2 separate regions of the Mus musculus genome follow, and region 2 is linked to region 1. The links are chromatin contacts, called in public Hi-C maps. All regions are on one chromosome and are shown on one strand. The core of a region is the stretch at or near the end of the contact, and the rest is flanking DNA. Distances in the headings are between cores, read along the strand shown.

Region 1 (4,497 bases), core at 705-3,204:
TAGAAAAACTAGGAAGAATGTCACGACGGGGCTGGGGAGATGGCCCAGTCAGAAAGGGACTTTCTACACAAGCATGAGGACACATTTTAAAACTCGGCACGTGGACATTGTAATCAATTTCAATCAATGCTTGAGTGAGGGAGCAGAGACAGGAGGATCTCTGGCCACCTGGTAAGACAAGAAAGCCTGTCTTTAAAATAATAAATAAATAAATAAGTGTGGAACATGTAAGGGGTGGGGTGGCCCCTGGGGGTCAGGACACCACCAAACACCAGCTTCTTAGTACAACTCAGCACAAAGAAGATTTGTTATGCTGGAGGGCTGGGGGGGGGGGGGCCGAAGGGGGTAGGCTTGTTTGTGTCTGCATTAGGCAAAGGCATGGCCAAGCAGCAGCAGGTGCTTTTTCGTGGCTTTTTAAGGAGAAAAGGAGTCTGTGATAGGGAGAGTTGCTAAGTCTTGATTGAACATGTTAGCCAAATAATGAATTTTGATTGCTGGTCCTTAGTGTTTTGTCTCAGGAATGAACTGAACTCAAATAGTGTATAAACGCAAAGAGGGTTTTATTCTGCAGAAGTCCTGCCTGCTGGAGTCTCCTATTACCAAGATAGAGACTCTGAAGTGAGCATGCAGGCCTGATTTAAAGCACCCTAGGAGAATCCCAGGGTAAGTGTTTTACGCTATCTCTGAGGACATTCCATTACCGGGGTGTGGAGGCCACCTGGAAACTGCTGACCCATTGCCCTTGCTTCAGGTCAGGTGGTGGGGCAGTTTCTGATGGCAGGGCAGTTTCTGACTAGCTGCCTGAAGCCTGGGCTTTTAGGCCTAATCTCCTGAACTGCCAATTTGAAGCCGGTCATGGAGTCAGCCTGTCTCATCCAGGGTAGCTTTAGGAATGTAATCTAACAGTTTTAGGGAGAGAGAAAAGTAAAAGCCTGTAGACACCATGTTTGCTATGCTCAGGCCTGCTATCGAGCCAGCCCTTCAGAGAGCAATTGAAGAAGATGCTGGAATTGAAGAAGATGCTGTTGACTTCTGACCTGGGGGTGGGGGGCGTGCACGTGTGCATGCATACACACACACACACACACATGAATAGATAAGACATTTTTTTTTTTAAGTAAAAAGATGAGGCTGGAGAGATGTCTCAGCAATTAAGAGCACTTGCTGCTCATACGGAGGCCCTGGGTTCAGTTCCCTAAGTGCCTATAACTCTAGCTTGAGGGTCTCAGATGTTCTTCTGCTTCCTGGCTAACGTACTTATCTATGGGGAGTGGGGGTGGGGTGTGTGTGGAGCGAATGCTGTCACGGTTCTAAGAATCAACCTGTGTAACAGATGGGGTCAGAGAAGGTCACTCTCCCTACTTCCTCTCCCACCCCCGCTCAGTCTTCTCACCTATCGACTGTAGATAACAGCAACAGTCACAGATCCATGGTTCCAGGATTCCCTGGAATGCCAACAGTAGTGGGTGTGTCAGTCCCTTAGATGAGATGGCAAACAGCCACAGAAGTTGAGCATTTCCCTCACCCCTGTTTACTTAAATCATAATTTAAGCTTACTTTTGACTCCTAACACAAGGAAAGGGTTAAGAGACTAAATGTATTGTCTAGGAAATCCTGGTTAAAAAAAAAAAATTGGTCCATGCTCACTACAGAGGGGCTATCGTTGCACATGTGGCTGCAGTGTGATTCTGGTGTTTGTAATATATTTGCTCTGGGGGGGTGGCTGAATCCAGGAATGGAGAAGCCGTGGGCTCAGAAGTCATGGAGACGGAGCACCCACGACATTACTGAACATCCTCTTTTTACACTATCTCATTTGTTCTTTACTTAAACCACATGTGGCAGGAATTTCTGTTCTTTTACACATTGGGATTTGAGGTCAGGACAGCTCTGCAACTTGTTCCAAGGTACCTAGTCCATGCCTGTGGGTGGCCAGAGTCCATGTGGCCACAGGCTTTGCCAAGTGTTCTCCAGGTCTCTGTGGCCTGTTTCTGTAAGCCTGATTCTTACTGGGTTGTCGACCAAGTGTCCCACGCCCAGCATTTCCCACGCTTGGTGGCTATAAATAGCTGTTTTGTGCTGGAATAAGTCAAAGCCTTTTTCCCTCAGGACTGCAGAAAACACCCCACAGAGGGCCTGCAAAACACAGCTGCCCGAAGCGAACATAAGTAAGCTCGTAGCCATTCCCCCCTTCTTCTTGTGACATTTGAGAGCATCCCAAGCATTCATTTGGGAAGGCTGTGCTTTATAACTGATGTCACCCCTGGGTAGTCACAGACAGTATGATCCAAGAGGTCCTTTTGGGGGGACTCTGGTGACTTTCCAAAGGAGCTTGCAGCCTGGGAAACATCCTCAGAAAGAAACTGGTCCTGGAAGAGTTCGTAGGAGAACAGGACAGGCATCTGGGCTAGCCTGGTCCACTGCACAATGAGTGGGCTAGCCTAATCCACTGCACATCAAACATGGCCAGCCGCAGTTTCCTCTGCTTCCTGAGGATAGTTCTAAGTTTGCCATGATGTTCTTTCCATCTTTCCATGGCTAGAGGCAAGTGCTAACCATCACTTCTCTGCTGCTGGCCGTTGCAGAGATACTCACCTAGAGGGGCGGGGGGGAGGGGGGGTGGTACATGGGAAGTAAGCAGCAGGCCTCAGGGGAGCAAGCTCTATCAATGCAGTGTCTTTTCTCAACTTGTTTGTTCTGAGACAGGGTCTTCCCACAGAGCTCTGATTAACCTCGAGCTTAGGGTGACCCTCCTGCTTCTGCATACCTGCCCCCCCAAAACGTTAGGATCATAGGCATGAACCACGATGCCTAACCATTCTAGACTGTCTTTTAAGTTTTTTTCTTATTTATTTTGTGTGTGTGATATGTGCGTGCCACAGCATGTGTGGAAGCCAGAGGACAACTCTCAAGAATCTTTTTCATTTGTTTACCACACGATTCCTGGAGATTGGAGCCAGGACATGAGACATGTAGGCCCATGTCTTTACCCAGTGAATCATCTTGTCTGTTTCCATACCAGAGTGTACTAATGATAGCTTAGGTACAAGAAGGAAATGTGAAAATCACCACATGAGGGGTTGGAGAGATGGCTCAGCGGTTAGGAGCACTGACTGCTCTTCCAGAGGTCCTGAGTTCAAATCCCAACAACCACATGGTGGCTCATAACCTCTGTAATGGGATCTGATGCCCTCTTCTGGTGTGTCTGAAGATAGCACACTCACATAAAAGAAAGAAAAGGCAATCACCTGGGAGGAAAGTGGTTATCCCCGGGGTGTTTTCAAGGACATCCTGGCACTGCCCTGTTCACCTGCTTCCCAAGGCTGCTCTACCACAGACAGCAGTAGAGTCTCACTCTGAACACTACATTCCTGAGTCACTGGAGTCTGGGTGTGTCACGTGATCCCCTGGGGCCAATATGCACACTTCGGAAGGAGTTCTAAGGCTTCTTCACTGGATAAGGTTTGTAAAGCGCTTAGCCCACGCTAAGTGCTGCTTACGCGCAGCAGACCCTGGGTACTTCCTCTGCGGCTAAGTGACTTCCAGCTGTGCCGCTTAACAGGCTGGGTGTCTGCACAGTCTTCTCAGACTGGGAACTGCAGTTTCTAATCCCCAAAGTGAGAGGAATCATATGCGCTTCAGAGTCATCAGGACACTGAATGAGATAATGCATGAAAGTGTTCTTCGGATGCTGCCAAATGCTATGTAGTTGAAGTCACCAAGGCAACAGCAAGGGGTTTTTTGAGATGGAAAGTTGAAGCACCTACTACCAACAGCACCTTCTAAATCTCCCAGGAACTGTGTGCTAGCAAGTAGCTCCCAAGGATTGACAACCCTTTACACTGCAAAGAGCTGTGGCTGGCTGGGATAGGGGTGAGGGTGAGGGTTGGGCAGGGGAGGGGAGGGGGAGGGCACTGGTCTAGTGCTAGAAAGAGTGACTTTGTTCCTTAATTAGGATCTAGCCTGGTCTCTGGCAGAAGACTGGAAGGAGGTGATTACTTGTGAATAGATGTGTTTATATCACTTCCTCTAACCCCATTGCCAGCCTGCAGAGTGTGCTGCCAGACTCAGGAAACAAAAGCATGGGACATGCTGGGCGGTGGTGGCGCACGCCTTTCACTTCTGGTAGAACACAAGTATTTTATTCTGTCAGAGGCAGTAAGCATGCTTGCTTTAAAGCTTTAGAGTGAGCTGCTCGCTCTATCTCCCAAAGCTGATTTTGTTTTACAGGTCCTTTCAAAGATGGCTTATAGCAGCAGTAGCCAGCACAGCTCTACCTGTAAAACTTGGGTAGCTCTGGCAGAGCCTCTCCCAACAGCAGCTCAGCGTGCAGCTGTGGGGTGGGGGGACAGTTGTGGCTTCTTCCCATTGTGTGTGTGTGTCCTGAGATAGGCACTTGTGGGGGGCTGACATACTCCTTATCTGTTGCCAGCTCTCTGCCCTGCCAGCCTGCTTGCTTTTAATGGGAAATTTGAAGTTGTCTGTCTGATAGCACAC
Region 2 (4,497 bases), core at 1,357-3,856, 320 kb before region 1:
GTTAGTCATGAGCTTGTCACTGTAATAGAATAGTTGAAGAGACAAGAAGAATTTAGTTGGCTCATGGTCTCAGAAGTCTCAATCAGTGGTTGGCTAGCTACATTGCTTTTCTACCTGTGACGAGACAGAAAAGTTATGGGAGAAGGGTGTGGTGAGAGAGAAAGCTACTCACATCATTGTGGCCATGAAGCAAAGAGACAGCCATTGCAATGTGAAATGTAACTATAGACAATGCTTAAATATACGTGGCTGTGTTCCAATGAAGCCTTATTTACAAGAGCACATGACAAAGTGGTTTGATCCATTATTATGGGAGTAAAAACAAGAACAGACTGAATTTGGATCAATACTAGCTTTGGTGCTTAGAAGCTGTGTTTCTGAGGCAAGCTACTTCAGCCTTTGGAGGCTTTGTTTCCCAAAATGTAAAGCAGGAGAATGATTGCTCCCTCCAGACCTGGGAGAGCCAGCTGAGAGTGCATGCAAGTGGGAGCGTCTGGGACTGCAGACACGCACAGATGTGGGAGGGGTTTGGGAGTAGCTAGCTTTAATGGTAGATCTATACCCGGCAGCCCAACTTCCTTTCCATAGCTCCATCCAGGGAATAACATGAAAGAGCGGGAGGCAGGATACTGAAGGAGTGACAGACGAGATGCTCAGAACGTTGATTTGGTTTCAGCACAAGCACTGGGCAGACATGATGATGTCCCTGGTCCTCCTTGCACAGCCTTCGGGTGTCTATTCAGCAACGCCCTGGTCTCATTGCATCCATCTCTAGCAGCTCACGGCTTCCAGAAACACAGTCCTAGACAGATGTTCAGTCTGTCTGGGGATTAGAGATACCCTCTTCCATTAAGCATAAATTAACTTAATCACCAGGTATGAAAGATAAGCAACACAAACAAACAGCACTCCCTGAAGCTTTCATTAAAATTAAAATTGTACTTAAAATTTAGCTCATATTTTCTAGGACTCAAACCCCTTCAAAGAGATAGTGTCTGCTCTATGTTTTCTCTGATAAGTGGCAGAGATGAGGGTGCAGGAGACAGTGGTAGACTGTGTGGTTTGGCTTCACCTCCTGGTCCTCTCACCAATGCAGGATCTGGACAGTTTATAGAAGTCATTCATTCAGCCGGGTCTGGTCCCTAAGCACTTCCATCACTTGTCAGACTGGTCCAAGAAAACAGAACTCAGAGGCAAGATTCCCAGATTCTTACTGCTGGGCCCCACACTGTGGAAAGCACAAGAAAAACAAGAGAGAAGGAACGCCACCCGCCACAAATCATCACGAGCCCTGGAAGGCAAGCTTCCCCTGCTCCTGCTTGCTTGTCTGGGCTGAGCCGGATGAGTGCAGAATGGGCGACCGGCGGGTCACAGTTCAATGTAGTCTTTATCAAACATTACACACACGGAAGGAATTCAGCCAAGTCTACAGAGCACGGTAGGAAGACCATGGGAGGCAGAGACAGCTAGCCTCGAATCCTGGCTCTTTATTTTGTTTTCTGCCTGTAATCTTGGGCATATCTTACTAATTTCTCTGAGCCTCAAATCCCTAGTTTACCAAATAAAGAAAATAACTTCTTGCCCATAACATCATCGTGGTAATCAGAGGAGGTCACAGAAAGGCCTGAAACTTATCCCACCTAAAGCATACACGTAATTAAGAAAGTCACTGGATATCCACCACTTTGTGGACCCAGAAGAGATCTAGATCTCAGTGACAGCAAGGCTTTTCTTGGCCTGTGGGTCAGAGAGAGGAGTTCTGAGCAGCCTTCTGCTCAGAAAGGCAGCGAGAACACGAGAACACCGTGGTGACTGGGAACTGGAGGATTGTAAGCAGCATGATATTGTCACCTGGTGAGGGGGACAGGAAGAAAACCTGGAGGGTTGAACATCTCTTGGTATGTGCAAACATCCCTGGAGGACATGACCTGAAGTGTTCTGAACGATTCTTCAGTGAGTCTCAGAGTCCAGTACCATATTTCCCTAGACCAGACAATGTCCCTTACAGAAGGAACTTGCTTGCTTTGGCTGAACTGTAGAGCTGAGGGGAACCTAGGGGTAGAGTTGAGGACACAGGGTCCTACTGTCATACACAAATTAGGACCTATCTTTTGGTTTAAAAACCTGCTCCCCTCCTCATTACAAAACACAGCCCCATGCGACCATTTCAGGATCTCAACCAAGTCTGGCACACGTTCTTCAGAAATACCAAGACGCGCTAGCCAGAGTTTTATTTTGTGGTTTGCCTCTTTCCTATTGTAAAGTTGCCTCGTTAATCAAAACAGTCATTATATCCGAGACAATCAAAGATGTCTAGGCTCTTTCCTATGTAACCCAAAACATGCTCATTTATAAGAGAAATAGTTAGAATACTTATAAGGCAAGTATTATTTTAGAAAAAGGGGGTGGACAGAAAAGATGTTTTCCGCAAACATTTCTGTCTTGACAGCTCAGTGTCACTCTCTCCGGGAGCCCTCAGCCCTTTGTGGTGAGGACAAATGTGTGTTAAAGAAAGTGGCTGGGGTTGGTCTCTTATCTGCAGTCACAGTGATGGTAGCACCACTTTCTAAACTGCCACACTCATCTGACAGGAAGCTGTGAAGGCTCTGGAAGGTTCTAAAGCCAACATACAGGGTGGCAGAATGTTACATAGAGAAGTGTTTGGAAGCTCGCCGTAGATAAGCCCCAGTGAGAGCTAAATACCAGATGTTCTCAACAAGGGAAAACCATGATGCAAGAGACTTACCAAATTGCATTTGCAGAAACCAAATAGCGAAGTGTTGTTCCACCCCACCCCACCCCTGACTGCCACCCCTGCCCCAGGACACCTGCTATGAGTGAGGTTCAGCATCTGCAAAGCACAGAGACCATGTGGTACTGATTTTGTATCTGAAATTTCTATTGTGTAGGCAATGTAGCCAGCCCCCTCTGAGGCTTTGCATGCACATGGAAAGAATCCTGTCTGTATTGCTTACCACTCAGAGTCTCTCTTAGGAAATCTCACTGACTGTTGGGCCAGCAGCAAAGGGCTCTGGGATGTTGCTAGCAGTCATTGCTAGCAACCAGGACCTGACATGTCTCTTCCTCTCTTCTCTAGTGTCCCAGGCACCAGTGCATCACATGGTAATCCCCACCTGGCTTGTAGAGCCATTCAAATGAGTATAACCACACAAACCAGGAATGGTCATATGGCCCTGGGTCTCACACTGGAGGATGAGGCACGACCTAGAGCTTAGTGTTTGGAACCTTCTCAGCCTGTACTTTGGACCTACCTCTAAGCCTGCCATTCCCAGATGATCTAGAATGGGTGGTCCAGAGGACCTGGGCCCAGCTCTTTGACTCTGTTCCTCTCGTTTCCCATGGTTCTGGGAAAGTCCCTTCCCTACACTGGGATTCTCTTTTTCAAAAGACAGTTGGGTCTAAGCAATTACTATAGCACCTTCCAACAGTCAACTGCAGATCCATGAGCACTTTCAGTTTGGTCAAGACTGGCTTTTAGCATCATGGTGAGTCTTTGATTGTTAGAAACACTTGAGAGCCCTTGTATTTTCTGTTTTTTAAATGGTCTTGTGTGTACGTGTCTAAGCATCTTTACTTACTAGATTTACTCATTCCATGAGTTTGCTACTCTTCCTTCTCCTCCTTTCCCTTCCATCCTTCCTCCCTTTCTCTCTTCCCTGCTCTCTTCTTTCAGAGGCTTCCCATGCAATCCAGGCTGGGCTCCATCCCATCCTTTACACCCATCTTCTCAGCACTGGGAGGACAAGTGTACGCCACCACACCCATCTTGGGGCTTTTTGTCTGAATGATGATTCCGCAACCTGGTTTGGGACTGCTCTCTGTCAGTGTCTTCGAAGAGCGTGACTTTTGCGAGTGATTATTTTCTTCTTACTTTTCTGTTTTCTGGCTAGAAGCTGTTTCTTCCTCCTCTGCAAATCATGTGCCTGTGATATCCTGTCCCCTCCCTTCTAATTTTCAGTGTATCTGAAAGCCAATTCAGCACACTTATTAGAGGGTCGGTAAAGTGAGAATATGTAGGGCTTGAAAGGCTCTTGGTGGCCCTTGTTTCCCATGCGGACATTGACCTTAGTAGGTGAGCTTCCATGTCTGGACTCTCTCTGGCTCCTGTTTCTTCAGACTGTTCCACACAGAAGGGGAGGTTCTTGGGTACCTGAGTTCTGAGACAAGCTATGTCTCTGCTCCTGTGGGGAGTATTTGCCAGGACCTTCTTCCCTGTTCCCATTGCCCTTCCACATGCCTTAGGCTCCATCCCTATCACCTGAACTTCTAAAACACACCTTCCCTCCTGCACCCCTATCAGTTCCCTTTTGCAGGGTCCTTTGCCTGGAGTCTGTGCATTCCTGTCTTCCCACCTGCCTGGCATGCAGCTCTTACTCCTCTAGGAAACTTTCCATGATACTCTCTGTGAGCCACGAGTCCTCCCCATCCCTGTGACCCCTCTGGCTTATCCTGTGTTGTGTCAGCTGATCTGTCTGG

What was found. A called contact is a pair of places that touch in the nucleus more often than the background predicts.
Region 2: a Hi-C map of the G1E-ER4 cell line shows a contact between it and region 1, with 4 times the contacts expected there. The contact joins two enhancer-like sites. A contact is called at or near these places in 1 of 15 datasets of contacts at CTCF or cohesin (the G1E-ER4 cell line), 4 of 484 Hi-C or Micro-C datasets (the G1E-ER4 cell line and nephron progenitors) and 4 of 115 datasets of contacts at active chromatin or transcription factors (embryonic stem cells and microglia).

The regions. Positions count from the first base shown.
Region 1 is chr2:35,506,333-35,510,829 of GRCm38.p6, reverse strand. No RefSeq gene overlaps it. Among named protein-coding and RNA genes, the nearest start is that of Gm35260, 3.7 kb to the right of the region's middle. Within about 2 kb of position 1,954, at least 102 of the 459 cell types and tissues checked have an H3K27ac peak or open chromatin away from gene starts, as enhancers often do. A contact at or near this core is called in the G1E-ER4 cell line, where this site is marked.
Region 2 is chr2:35,829,775-35,834,271 of GRCm38.p6, reverse strand. The region is part of intron 6 of Ttll11 (tubulin tyrosine ligase-like family, member 11); the gene reads left to right. Among named protein-coding and RNA genes, the nearest start is that of Gm10829, 9.5 kb to the left of the region's middle. Within about 2 kb of position 2,606, at least 90 of the 459 cell types and tissues checked have an H3K27ac peak or open chromatin away from gene starts, as enhancers often do. A contact at or near this core is called in the G1E-ER4 cell line, where this site is marked.